Regions from separate parts of the Sus scrofa genome. Here region 1 is linked to region 2. A link is a contact called in public HiChIP or PLAC-seq data. All regions are on one chromosome and are shown on one strand. Each heading gives the region's core, a stretch centred on a gene start, on an enhancer-like site or on the middle of the called end of the contact. The rest is flanking DNA. Distances are from core to core; before and after follow the strand shown.

Evidence for each region. HiChIP or PLAC-seq counts read pairs in DNA pulled down with a chosen protein or histone mark.
Region 1: a contact with region 2 is called in an H3K27ac HiChIP or PLAC-seq map of skeletal muscle. The contact joins two enhancer-like sites. A contact is called at or near these places in 11 of 47 Hi-C or Micro-C datasets (alveolar macrophages, brain, fetal heart ventricle and 6 more) and 1 of 2 datasets of contacts at active chromatin or transcription factors (skeletal muscle).

Annotation. Positions count from the first base shown.
Region 1 is chr16:48,556,289-48,559,431 of Sscrofa11.1, forward strand. The region is part of intron 8 of MRPS27 (28S ribosomal protein S27, mitochondrial); the gene reads right to left. Among named protein-coding and RNA genes, the nearest start is that of PTCD2, 47 kb to the right of the region's middle. Within about 2 kb of position 1,438, at least 17 of the 83 cell types and tissues checked have an H3K27ac peak or open chromatin away from gene starts, as enhancers often do. A contact at or near this core is called in skeletal muscle, where this site is marked.
Region 2 is chr16:48,437,832-48,441,079 of Sscrofa11.1, forward strand. All of the region lies in intron 2 of MAP1B (microtubule-associated protein 1B), which reads left to right. Among named protein-coding and RNA genes, the nearest start is that of MAP1B, 36 kb to the left of the region's middle. Within about 2 kb of position 1,885, at least 33 of the 83 cell types and tissues checked have an H3K27ac peak or open chromatin away from gene starts, as enhancers often do. A contact at or near this core is called in skeletal muscle, where this site is marked.

The DNA.
Region 1 (3,143 bases), core at 188-2,687, 120 kb after region 2:
TCTGTCCTTAGTCAAACAATGGGTTCAAACAGAAGAAGACAAAGTGTACGTAGTCAGGGTTTTAAATGATGTTAATGTGCTTACAGACTTTATTCAACAAATATTTATTGAGCCTCAACTATGCTCCAGGCACAGATAAGTGCTGGGAATACAAAATCAAGATATAATAAAAAGTTCACCTTAGATCGGTGGTTCTCCAGAAGTACATTTTATCCAAAGTCACAAATATCTGCACCCAAAATCAAACTTACTGCTGCCAAAGATACAGATATCAAAACAAATTAAAAAGAATCTGTACTATCTTGCAGTAATAAGATATCAAGATCTTAAAAAAAAAAAAAAAGTGTGCTCAGATGTTGCTTTCCAAAAACTTTCCAGGTGAACTTTGTGAATCACTACAAAGTACGTGGCCAAAATGATCTAACTGCGGAGCTAAACAATTAGGCACAGAAAAGTAATACTTAGAAATGAAAAGAGAGAAGGGAAAAAATTACAGAGAGGCATTAAAAACCACTTTCACAGTGACTCCAGCTTCAGCAACAACATGGGCACCAAAACTAGCCTCAGCAGTTTCCTTACTTGGTTTCAAACCTATATTCATCCAAAATTAAAAACTCTTCTTTTGGTGGGGAAAAGAAAAAGAAAAAGATCTAAAAGTCAAAGCTCCTTAAAATACAATAAAATTTCAGAATCATAAACATGACAAACGTAATTTACCACAGAACTATATCAGAATATAGCCTTACTTTCAAATCATTCTTTCTTCCAATCTTCTAAAAGCCCAGAGGCTTGCTAGTGAATCAAAACAAACATCAGGCAAATTCTGCCTTTGTCCTTGAAAAGATTTTATTATTCTCTTTACCCCATGATTGTTTTTGAATAGGAAGGAAAATGTTTTGGCACCACTAGGGACGGTGATATGAACACCTAGCCAGAAACATGAGAATGTACTTTCAGGAGAATGAAACACATCACCACAATTTCATAATTTAAATTTAATATGCATGAATGTTTGTGGAGCTGACAAATAATGTTTTTATGAGATTGGGTGATATGGGGAAAAGGCTCAGAGGAAGAACCAGAACTTCAAAAGATCTAGGATGACTGCCCTCTGCTGTCACCCACTAGCTGTTTGACTTTGGAAAAGTTCTCTGGCCTACATCTTTCATCTACAAACGAAGGGCAAAAACAGTATCTGCTCTTTCAATTTTGCAGGCTCTTATTTTAGAAAGATAAACAAAAATGAGATGACAACGTACATTCATACCGGCAAAGGTAATTGTATTAGTAGACCTTTATTCTGACGACCCACAATTCCGCTCCAATTGATGGGTGGCCAAATGGACTTTTGAGAGTTTTGTTCATTTCATCCCACTCTGGCTGAGCATTCCTGAAAGCAGGGAGTCTGTGTGAACAGCCATTTGCACTCCCTCTTAAGGACGCGCATTACTGAAAATGATGTAACCAGCCGGCTCTGAAGCCAGCAGCTCCGATGGGAAGGAAGAGACAAAGGAAGGAAGAGGCATCTGGCTTTCTTGGTAATTCTTTCATTGACCATATTATTCATATGGTGCAGTACAATTCAAAATTGTTATGTACAAGTTTACTTTGTAAAGTAGCCCAAAAGTGGGAACAGGGACAAAAATCAGTCCTAGTAAGTGTGTAAGCAAATACAAGGCTGCATCTTTCAGAAAAAAAGGTGGTTTTTCTCTAATTTCTCTGCCTAGAAGAGGCAGTTTTTTTATTTGCACAAGCATGCCTTAAAAGCTCTTTGGTGTCCTGGTCACATATCTGAGACTTTCAACCATCACTTGAGCCTCCCAACAAGGGAGGAAAGACAATGTATATTCAAATAGGGTATCTGCAAAACATTTCTAACAATTAACAAGAGTGTTAAACAAAGGAAAAGGGGAATGATGGAGGCTGAGCAAAGTGGCCAGAATTGTGGACTTCATCATCAGATATCAAAACACAGTAAGAAGCCACAATAATTAAAACAAAGACGATGCTAATAAATGAAAAGGCAGATCAGTGGAACAACAAACACAGAAAGTTCAGAAACCCAAACAAGAAATTAATATATGATAAGGCAGCATTCATATCAGTAGGCAAAATATGGATTATTCGGTAAATGGCATTAAGGTAACTGGGTAGCTATTTGCATTAGGCATGGGTAAGGGTATGTGTATATATGAATCTGTACCTTACATAATTAAACACAAATAAATTCCAGGTGAACTGCATATTTACATGTTAAAAAAAAGGCATATGTTCACTTTTAGAAAATATGGGAAAATGTCTTGGGATAGAGTGTCACTCTTAGCCTGATGCAAAACCCATAAAAGAAAAGATTGATCCCTTTAGTTACATAAAAAATTAAAACGTCTACCTAGCAAAACCTACCATGAAGCAAATTAAAAGAAAAAAAAAAAGAATTGAGAAAAATATCAATCAACTCAAGGCTATTCCCTAAACATTGAGAGGTCCTACAAATCAATGAAAAAGACCAGTAACTCAGCAGAAAAACAGGATAAGAAATAAGAAAAGAAAGTTCACAGCATTTGGAATGGCTTTTAAGCATGTAAGAACATATCAATCTCACCAATAATAAAAAATATAAAATAAAACTACATTGAGAACATGTCAATCTCACCAATAATAAAAAACATAAAATAAAACTACATTAGTTTTTAAAAACTAATTTATAATTTAAAATCTTAAGAAAACTCCAGGCCCAGATGACTTCACTGGCGAATGCAATCAAATGTGGAGGAAATAACATAAATCTTAAATCGAAATTCAGATAATAAAAGGAAAGAACATTTTCCAATACATTTTACGACATCACATAATCCTGATGGCAAAATCACACAAGGACGTTACGAGCAAAGAAATTTAGAGACCAGTATTACTGACAACATAAACATTTCTAACAAATATTAATAAATTAAGAACACATCCAGACAATACATTCTTGGGCGTTCATCCCCAGAATGCAAGGCTGGATTAACACTTGAAAGCCAAAGTAATTCAGCATTAGAACAGAAAGGAAGAGAAAATCCACATGATAGTCTCTGTATGTAACAAAATTTGGCATCCATGCATGATAAAAATAGTCAGGAAACTAGGAATAAAAGTGAACT
Region 2 (3,248 bases), core at 635-3,134:
CGGGTTAAGGATCTGACATTGTCCCTGAAGCAGCTTTGGTTGCTGCTGTGGCGCAGGTTCCATCTCTGGCCCAGGAACTTCCACATGCTGTGGACATGGCTAAAAAGAAAAGAAAAATACTGGTTGCGAATCCCTAAGGTGATCTCTTGCCACACTAAAGCATTGCAAACTTCATTTCGAAGAGCACTGGCACAGAGCTTTTTTTGAAGAGTACCTAGAATGGAGAGAAAAACTATTAAATATCCTTGAGAACTATTATTAAATATCCCTTACAGATGTCTTGGCAGAGACATAGGAAAGGAAAAGAGATCCTTTCTGTATTAAGCTCCTTGTGATAGAAACAAGGACGCAAATAACAGGAAAAACATGTTAGCGAGGAGGTTTGCACATATCCAGTAATTTCAGGTGAGGAGGATGCATTTGAAAAGAGGTAAAACTGTGGTTGTGGAAGCAATCACTTTACACCTATGCAAGTGGATGCAATCACCCTTTACTTTAGACAGCTTGGAAAAAGAAAAGGGCCAAGATCTGAGTGGGCCTGGTTTTGTTTCGAGTGTGCATCTGGTTCCTTTTGCTTTTCTGTCCCAATCCCAGTCTCAGTGTGTGGGTCCTTGTGGTTGAAAGGATGACCACACAGGGAGGTCCCCCTGTGGTGCCATGGCTTAACGACCCAGCGTTGTCTCTGGTGGTGTGGGTTCTATCCCTAGGCCGGTGCCTGGTTAAGGATCTGGTGTTGCCCCAGCTGTGGCGTAGGTCGCAGCTGCAACTCAGAGTCAATAGATTTCTGTTCTAGGAACTTCGGTATTCTGTAGGCGTGGCCAAAAAAAGACTAAAGGGAGGCCCGTATAGTAAACCAGCTCTAGGCACCAACTCCTGGGGGTGGGGGCAGTGCACTGTCTAATCTGCCCACCTTCTGGACCACTTAGCTGTTGCGGATGCCCACAACATCATATGCTTCTTCTGGCGTCTCCTGGCGCATCACCTAGGCCAGTGCAGGGAGGGGTGCCCTGCACCCTAGGCTCCACTCCCACCCTGTGTCTCCCCGTGTGTTCCTGCACTTCGCCTTTCTCCTGCCCTCTAGCTTTTTCCCTTGTCTCCTCCCATCTTTTGTCTCTTCCGCTCTTTTCTGCCTTTGATTTGCTAGGGACCATGACACACCTCAGAGCAGGGCCAGCAAGCTGAACACTTGTCACCCAGCGCTCCAGAATTTAAGGGGTTGGAGGTCCTTGAACAAGTCTTGATAGCCACGTCTTTAATCTTTTTTGGCAGGTTTTTCATGGTCTCCGATGCCCAGTTAGAAATAGATGAAAAGACCTGAATTGAGAGCCTTTGTATGAGCAGTTTACCGGCAGGGCAGCCCTGTCTGCAGGCCACAGAGGTCTCTTAAAATCATTAATGCATCAAGCAGGGACTGGTAGCCAGAGTGACCTTTCCCATTCGTGGCCAGCCCGGAGCTTAGAAAACTTCAGCTCTTTTCCTAAGAGAATAACCCTCTCAGTCCCGTATTGCATGACTCAGAAAGCTTGAAAGTGCCCTAGAATGACTTTCTCCATTGAGCCCAAGAAACATTGTGTAGAATCAGTCTGTCTGAAACTCCTTATATGGAGAGGTTTTGAGACTATTTTATGTTTGGTTTGTAAGAGGATCACGGCTTTAAAAAAGAAAGAGAGAAAAGAAAGGAAAGCCTAAGGCAAGGCAATGATATCATATTACCAAGAGGCTTGGTTAAAAAAGAAAAAGAAAAACATACCCTTTCCAATCCGTTCCACCCTAATACTGGATTACTGTGGAGGCAACAGCAAATCCATCATTTGCACTGGATCTGGCCGACCTGCCCCTGCATCTTGAAGGCTTTGGACCAAGGAAGCCCTCCCTGATGAGACACTGTCTGCCCCTGTTTCCCAGCGCTGGCAGCTGCCGAGAGGCTGCGAGGCTGTAAAGTCCTGCCACGTGTTTCTGCAAATGGGCGGTTTTTATTATTTCTGGAACGCAGCCCCCAGCCCTAAATCTTAAAATGCTGACAGGGCAAAAGCAAAGGAGACGTGTGGGACCTTAACCAGCAAACAATTCGCTGACCTTCTCCACCTTGGCTCCACGCCCAGAGGAGTGAGTGACAGCAGTGGGGGTCCAGCCTAGGGGCTGGGCCACCTTCCCGGTGCCTACTGTGGACCCCCAGCCCTCCTACCTCCCATAAACTGACTGGGGGCCTAGGGCCAATCGGACCTCTTAAAGCCTAGAAGAGGAGTGATTGATTAAGAGCCCTGTGCGGGGTGGGGGTCAGGGCACTGCTTACATGCAGTTGAGAGATTGTGAAGCCCAGGCTTGCCGGCTTGTAGGCGGGGGCCTGCTCCCTGTGGGCGGGGCCTGCTCCCTGTAGGTGGGGCCTACCCACCTGTGGGTGGGGCCTGCCTTTTCTCATTCCCCTGCTTTCTTTAGCCGAGGAGGCTTCTGGGAAACCTCTCACTGTCCTTTAACACAGGGATAACCTAGAACCTCTGATGGGCGGCCAGAGTAAATAAACATCCTCTAAGCCAGGGTATTTATTTTCTGGGTTTTGTGCGAAATCAGTGGTGAAAAGTTTGTCTAGATGTCCGTATATTTGAGTTTTAATAAAGCATTTTTCTGTTCTTTTTAAGGGGTGTGAGTGTGTGTGTGTGTGTGTGTGCGCGCTCGCGCGCACGCTCACGCGCACGCTCACGCACAATATAGTTTGACCAGGATTCTCAGACAAGAAAAGGTGAACTCTCAGTCCCAGAATTTAGTAACAGAAGAATACAGCGCCTTGTTGAGATGCTGTATATGAAGAGAAGGTTCAATGCAATCCAAGGGGCAAACAAATACGTTTCCTTTTTAGGGCTCCACGGCGAGGCAGTGCTGGGAGGCCTTGTTTGCACACCCTGCACAGAGTCTAGGGGGAACGCTCTTTGGCATCTTCCTTCTCTTGTTCTTTTGCATCTGTAGTAGGTTCGAAATCCAGCAACTAAGCCTATTAGGCCTCATATCTAGGGGAGGAAAAAAAGAGAGAAGAAGCTTGATCCTGTGCGATCAACTTTGAGCCATTTCCCTTGCATAAAGTTCTTGAGCGTTAGGGCTTTGACTTTGTGGGATTTATTTTGGAGCTCTTTTCTTTTCTTTTCCACTGAATTCTAGCCTGCGTGTCTTAGAGTGGAGACTGCTGGATAGAGACCTTCTGGACACAGGACACGTTATGCTTGAATCTTGCAGACAGTGTTTTGGGGGGTGCCAGG